Linked DNA regions of Mus musculus: region 2 is linked to region 1. The links are chromatin contacts, called in public promoter capture Hi-C maps. All regions are on one chromosome and are shown on one strand. Each heading gives the region's core, a stretch centred on a gene start, on an enhancer-like site or on the middle of the called end of the contact. The rest is flanking DNA. Distances are from core to core; before and after follow the strand shown. Region 1 holds the start of Zik1 (zinc finger protein interacting with K protein 1). Region 2 holds the start of Zfp551 (zinc fingr protein 551).

Region 1 (3,477 bases), core at 669-3,168:
CAATTCTCAGTGGGAGAAGACAAAATTGACCTGTGCATAGATGACTAGCTTTTGTAGGGGAAATCACTTTCTCTTTTAGGTACAGGAGAGCTGAAAATAGGTTTCATTTCTTCCTTCATCTAGTTTGTTTTTCTACCTAAGGCTTAGGCTCTGTGTAGGGCTTTGTCGCCTTCATATCTTCATTTTGTTGAAACCAGAGGTCACTGAAGAGAATTTGTTTTTCTCCACTTCTAATGACAACATAAACTGTTTAGCTCTTACACACATCCAGGTAATGGCTGGCACTGTATAGGGGAAGTTTCCTCCTGCCATAGGAGGAGATATGTATCCTCACGTCTATTGATTTATATGGCGTTCCTCAGCTTGTTAAGAGCCAGGGTGATCCATAATAGGAAATAAAATATGTGTGATTAAACAAGAAGGGCAAGGGCTTTACAGCAAAACAAATGGTTTTTGCCTTTTGGAAAAATTCATAAGTTTAGTGACTCTGCCTTCATTTCTTTCTACAGTCTCCTTAAAATGTGTAATAATGTATGTATAGCTTTGTTGCATAACTGTTAACTGTGAGATTGAAACATTCCATTCTTAAGTAGGCAGTTGAGACAATGCAAAATAGCTTCAGAAAGTGCCCCCCCCCAAAAATGAGATTTTCAAGGCACATTTTTCCTTAATAAACCAAGCTGCAAAGAAGACTGCGTCCAGACCAGTTAGTTTCCTAGAAGTAGTAGAAAGCTCAGCTAGCCACTTGGAAATTTAGACAACTGAGTATCATTGAAAAGACACTCCAACCTGTTCAATTGACTTTCACTGTTGGTATTTGTTGATATTTTAGTTTGACTCATGCTCTGTAACCATGCTAGCCCAGAACTAATAATTCTCTTCCCTCTGGCATCCTTTGTAGGAATTGCATGGTGTACATCAGCATGAGTTACAACTTTAGCTATCTCTGGTCCTGAGATTGATGGATGCCAAATATACAAATACAGACAAACACAAAACTTTTCATATGCTAGGAGTTTAAGATTTGCTTGAACTCTGTTTAACTTTGTCTTTTTTGTAGTTGTGTACAAGAGTTACATTTAGTTTATGGCCAGTTGGTGGCTGCTGCTCTCTACCTCTATAAGCGGCGCCCTCAGGAGAGGGCGAGTTGCAGAACTTGCTGGCCTCACACAGATCCTGATTTCTTTTTTTTCCTGGAGAGGCAATTTCTGCTTTTTATTGATATTCAGGCTAGTCAGCCAACTTTCTAGCTACCGGACAGATCTAGTTGAAGCTTAAGGAGCTGTGTGTGTTCTCTTAGGGCAACACTGAAGAAGAGGCAAATCAAGTGCCATAGGAGTGGTATTAGAATACAAAGGGAGGGGGTATTTAAGCAGACAACAGGGAAATGTAGGAGTCACTATGGATTTAAATTCGACTCCCTGCAAGTGGCTTCCAACAGTGGACTAGGAGGCCAAGTGCCCTGAGCTAGTTCAAGAGGCTAGGCATGGGCTCTCCATCGGATGTCTGCCCAGCATTTGGGTACACATGGAGAAATCCCGCAGTTCCCCCGGAGTTTGAGTTCATCTATACAACCACAGCCTCTTTTGACCTCCAGTCTAGCATCCTTGTATTCTGTTTGCCCCCAAGTTGGAAAACACTGGGGTGGGTGGCCCCAGACTATGGCCGAGGACTTCAGAAAAGAAGACAGATGAAAAGGGTTGTTTGCTAGCGTACATGGCGCTTCCCAGCACACATCCCTTTTGGCCTTTGTTCCAGGTGATGAAGTTGCACAGCTTCCCCACCCACAGACGCATATCTGAAGGAACTACGTTACCCAGAATGCACTATCCACAGAGAGAGGAGCATGAGCCAATGAGAATTTAGGATAGTACCATCTTCGGGTTTGGCTGGAGGAATGGGGCGGGATTTCCGGCTGCGCTCTGTGGCGCTCATTTTAGCGGTTTTTGGGTCCCTCCTTCCAGATCGTGTGCAAGACCCCTTTGTCCAGAGGTGTACGGATCGAAGAATCTCAAAGGAGCGGTTCTAAGGGCGTAATATTCATCGCAGCCCCGGCACTGACAGTGGCAGTATTGTCCAGGTCCCTCGTCCCCGTTTCCCCGTTGTCTGCGCTCGCTTACTTGGATGGCTGTGCCCACGCTCATGCACCAGGCTTAGGTAAGTGGTGCGACATTTGTGGCTCCCTTGTCCTCGCCACTTATCTTGCAGAGTCGGAATTAGGGAGTCCCCTTAAGTCGCTACTCCCCAGATCCCTGTATTAGTAGGAGTACGTGATTCGGCTTTTCTATTTGCAAAGCTACAATGAGGAGGCGGAGTGGTACAGCCAGGGCCATAGTGTGTGTAATTTCTTGGAGCGACGCTGAAGTGTGGACTATTTAGGCCCGTAATAATGAGATGAAGTGTTGTACCATTTTCCCCATGACAGGAATTCGTGTTATGGAAAAACTACACAGACTTGAGTGTGGGTTTTAGGGTTTCCAAAAAGCTGCTGCTCGTGATGAGAGTATGTATGTATATATGTATGTATATTCTCATCTCAGCTAGTTCTTGGACCACCCTAGGGTTTTCCAACCTGGGAGTTGTGTGGAGATATATTATAGGCCAGTTGAGTCATTGTTCAAGGGTCCATAAGTAAGCACAAGCACTGAGGATTTAGGATCAGATGTAACGAGGGCATCCCTATGTCACTTTGCTCCGGGTTGGGAGAGGGTATAGGAAAACCTAAAGCTTTGGGTCCCTGCCATCATTCATAACATCTCTCATCTCACAGGTGTCCATGACTGCAGAAATGGATATGGCCCTCATGCAGGTGAGGAGAATATGTCCTAGGCTGTCACTGAGATATTTGTCTTGAGTCAAAGGGGCCTTAACAAATTGAAGATTGGAGTAGTTCCTTTTGGTAACAAACAATAGAATGTGATCTGTAAGGTTGACGCAGGCATTGATTGGCATGTGTAAATGTTTGGAGATGAGGCTCATGTGGTTCATAGAACCCCAAGTGTTTTCTTCTGAGGGAAGTGAAAGCAGCAGGGCAGGATTCAGATCTGGAATGAATCTCAGCGTTCTGCTTTAGAGTGATGAGAGTAATTCAACATTTAGGGAAAGGAAAGGGAAGAGGAGGGAGGTGATCTAATCTTAGTCACATAAGCCTCCATGTTTCTGTGGCATGGAGAACCCAGTTATTGTGAGGAAGTCAATAAGACCATGGGGGAAGCTGCCATAATAGTTTGGGAAAGTGTTAGCAGTGATTACACCAGGGTGAAGATGGAGGAAGTGGCAGGAGTCTAGATTAGTTTTGAAATTGGAGCTGCTTAGAGTCTCAGATTTTAAAGAAGGGAAGATACTATTTATACAGGCTGTAGGACAGTGGTTCTCAACCTTCCTAATGCTGCCATCCTTTAGTTCCTCATGTTGGGGTGACCCTCAATCATAAAATTATTTTCATTGCTACCTCATAACTATACTTTTGCTACCTTT
Region 2 (3,477 bases), core at 406-2,905, 1.9 Mb before region 1:
AACTGATGACCCATCTATCTAGCTTAAATTCCAGATGTTGGGCCTCAAACCTGGAACAAAGAGCTAACTGAGGTACCTATTTAACATAATCAAAGTGGAGTTGGCTACCCGGTTCTCCTTTAGTCCCTACCTGTTGCAGGGTATGACTTTCCAGTTCAGGAAGTGGGCTGCCCTCCCTCCAGCTGCCCTTCACTATATAATCCAGCCATTTTGGTTACTTGATCTGTTTTTCTACTCTTGTCTCTCCTATCTCTCCTCTCCCCTACCCTCTCTCCTAGCACTGCCTATCTCAGGGTCATGTTCACTCTGGACTCTGTCTGGCAATGCTCTCCTCATGTGTACAACAAACCTCCTCCACCATATCTAGGAGCAAGGCATTTTTAAATTTTTAAAAAATTTCATTCAGCAGTTTCTTGACAAATATATATTTGGGGCAACTGGAAGACATAGTGAATTTATAAATTCTTAAGGCAACTGCTTCTTTGGAAGTTGAACAAGACATACTAAATGAAAAATATAAAATTGGATCTGCGCATTAGGCACAATCACTAGAAAATAGGTAGGAAAGCAGCTGTCTGTGGGAACAAGAGGCAAAGATGTCCCTTTAGCTTCTGATCTACGGTAGTCAAAACATTGTTCCTTATCTTCCATACAATGTACCCAATTAACATTGTTTTTGTCTTGTCATTAACTGAGTATACAGGGAGTTAAAAATTTAGTTATCAATGATTTTGAATGAAAGCGTTTGAACAGCAATAAAAATGCATATTATAGCCAAGCCAACAGTTTTTGCACACATATGTGTATGTGTACAAGTACGGGTACAGGCATGGGTATAGGTATGTATGTATGATGTACACACACACACACACACACACACACACACACAGAGAGAGAGAGAGAGAGAGAGAGAGAGAGAGAGAGAGAGCATTTGTGTGTGAGCACTGGTGAGGGGTTCTTAAAGGCACATGGGTGACACGAATATCTGAAATACCATAAAGTCTCATCCATCATGGATGGGATGACCTCTTGAGAACTGCATCATGGAGTCCCTGAGTGTATACATAAATATACAGATACACAAGCACACATATAGTGCCTAAACTACTATACGGAATATGTTCATTTGAATTTGTTTCTTTATAGCCTCTTGATGCACAAAGAACTTCATGGTGTCTGAAATAAGACATCATCACAGTGGCTATCAGCCATACAACAGATCCCAGGAATACTGAAACAGTTTTATTTAAGTATCTTTCCTCGCCAGAAAGCTGTAGTCACAAACTCATATAAGCATGCCTGTTTTCTTTTAAACTAAGTTCATAGGGGTCAGGCTTGGGGGCAGGGTACCTGCCTGGGGAGCGACGGAAACTACATTTCCCGGGATGCAATACGCGAGACGATGGGGGTGGAGTTGAGCCCGTGGAAATTCGGCATTTATTTGTATTATTATTTTTTGGGGTGTGTGTTTGTGGACTAGTGCGCGGTTCGTGTCTGGAGCTAGATTTCCAGCGTGGTCTTTTTGGTGGTCGTTTAGGCGTTTCTGAGGTTTGTTTACCTAACTGGAAGCTCGGCGAGGTGGGCAGTTCTTATGGCAGAGCGCAAAGAGCTGCTCTGTGTTACAGAGGCCCTGCTGAGGCCCAGCGACTCCGCCCACATGCCCCGAGCCAGGCCTAGGGAAGAGACCTCGGCGACCTGGTCCTTGCTTCCTCTACAGAATCCAATGGCTGTGGCCATGCACAGGAACATAGCCCAGGTAAGTGCTGCGTCTTGCGCTGTCACCCGAGCGCTAGAGCCCCGGAAGAGGCCCCATCATGACCCTGAAGTTCCTAGTTGGTGCTCCTGGCAGCAGAACAGCTGTGTGCAGGGGTTTGTGAGTGTTGCAGAGGGATGCCTCCTGAAAGGGCTGCTAGGCAGGGAAGATTTTGAGTCCTAGTAGCCAAGTGTTTGTAGAAGCAGTTGTGAGGTCGATTTGCACCTGAGGAATTTGAGTTTAATTCTTCAGACACCGGGAGCCAGTGAGAATTGTGAACAGAGATCCTATTCGGGAATAGGATTCTAAATTTTCCTGAAGTTACTCAGAGCAAGGACAAACAGGAGGAGATATGAGGGGCAGGAGAGAGTTGTGCCACCGGTGTGACAGCTCTCAGGTGAGATTCAGAATTGTGGACCACTGCATAGACAGATTTGTAGTAATCCCAGGCCTTCTGACCCCACGGTGATCAGGGTCACTGTGTGACTGAAGCCTGTGAAGACCGCCTATGGCTGCTAGATTCTAAGAGCCTCCTCCTTTTTTCAGGTTCCCCTGACTTCAGAACCAGTTATGGAGCTTGGCCTGGTAAGTGGATCCTGCCATTACCCTCATGCTACCAACAGGTTTTAGGTTAGTGGTGTCCTTGGTCTATTATCTCAGTGTGCCCTAGTAGCCTGGTGCCTTGCAGTCTTGAACAGGTTAGGTACATAACCCAGAGATGTGTAGGCTGTGAGTTGTATGAAATTCTTGGCAAGTGTGAACAGAAGTGTAGAAGGTTGCTTCTCCCACGGTGTGTGCCAGTATGTGCCTGTGCCTGAAGGGGAGACTGAATTACTTAGGCATGTGCAGAAAGATCTTTCTCCTTAGAATAAGGATCAGTGAGGTGAAGGTGTCAGACCCAGAATAATTCTCTGAAAAGCAGAATGTGTACTTTATATGTAGAAATGACAATGGGAAATTTGGGTGTGGAGAAGGCTGGCAAGCCAACTTATTCTCCTCAGGCTCCTTGTTGCCGGCTGCTGCACGGGAAACCGACTGTGGAAGAAGGGAAATGGTGTTGTGTAGACAGTAATTCTGTGGAGACATGAACAAGCATCTAGGAGTCCCAGATAGGGAAGAGAGGACAGACCAAAGTACAACTTGGTAAGCCAGTGAGCTTTACTGGGGTTACTTACAGGAGTATGAGTGAGGGAACATTAGATAGCCGTGTCAACAAAACCCACCCCAGCATGGATTGATGACTCTAGGAAACTGGAACCCTAGAGCACATGGTATAAACTTGGAGATAGTGTGACAGGTTTTAGTGTCTTTGCTAGGCATCACATCTGGTCTGATCACTTCGACTATCTCTGCTCTTTATACTGGGCTGAAAGGGGTCTAGTGCATCACAATGTAGCTCAAGCTAGCTTTGAACTTGTGACAGTCTCCTAAGTACTGGAATTATAGGCATGAGTTATAATACCCGGCTTCCACTGGTAATTGTTGGTGGGTGTCTTAGGGCTTTATCGCAGTGAAAAGACACCATGACTCTGGCAATTCTTAGAAAGGAAACATTTAATTGAGGTTGGCTTATAGTTTTAGAGGTTAGTCTGTTAACAGAAATATGTAATCTCAGTCAGTGGTTTTGCCCTCCCTTTGATCATTTGGTTCCTGGATAAATGATACACAACTTTTATTATTATAATAAGCCTTCATCAACACTAGAGCTGGGCAGATATCTACCC

The links. Promoter capture Hi-C pulls out the DNA fragments that hold promoters and counts their contacts.
Region 2: a contact with region 1 is called in a promoter capture Hi-C map of pre-B cells. The contact joins the promoter of Zfp551 here to the promoter of Zik1 in region 1. A contact is called at or near these places in 5 of 39 promoter capture datasets (cranial neural crest, frontonasal cranial neural crest, hippocampal neurons and 2 more).

The regions. Positions count from the first base shown.
Region 1 is chr7:10,493,822-10,497,298 of GRCm38.p6, reverse strand. It overlaps Zik1 (zinc finger protein interacting with K protein 1), which reads left to right and starts at 1,918. Exons shown (of 4, transcript NM_009577.3): 1 at 1,918-2,157; 2 at 2,771-2,809. The coding sequence starts at 2,777.
Region 2 is chr7:12,420,669-12,424,145 of GRCm38.p6, reverse strand. Zfp551 (zinc fingr protein 551) reads left to right here and starts at 1,655. Exons shown (of 4, transcript NM_001033820.3): 1 at 1,655-1,756; 2 at 2,300-2,338. The coding sequence starts at 1,658.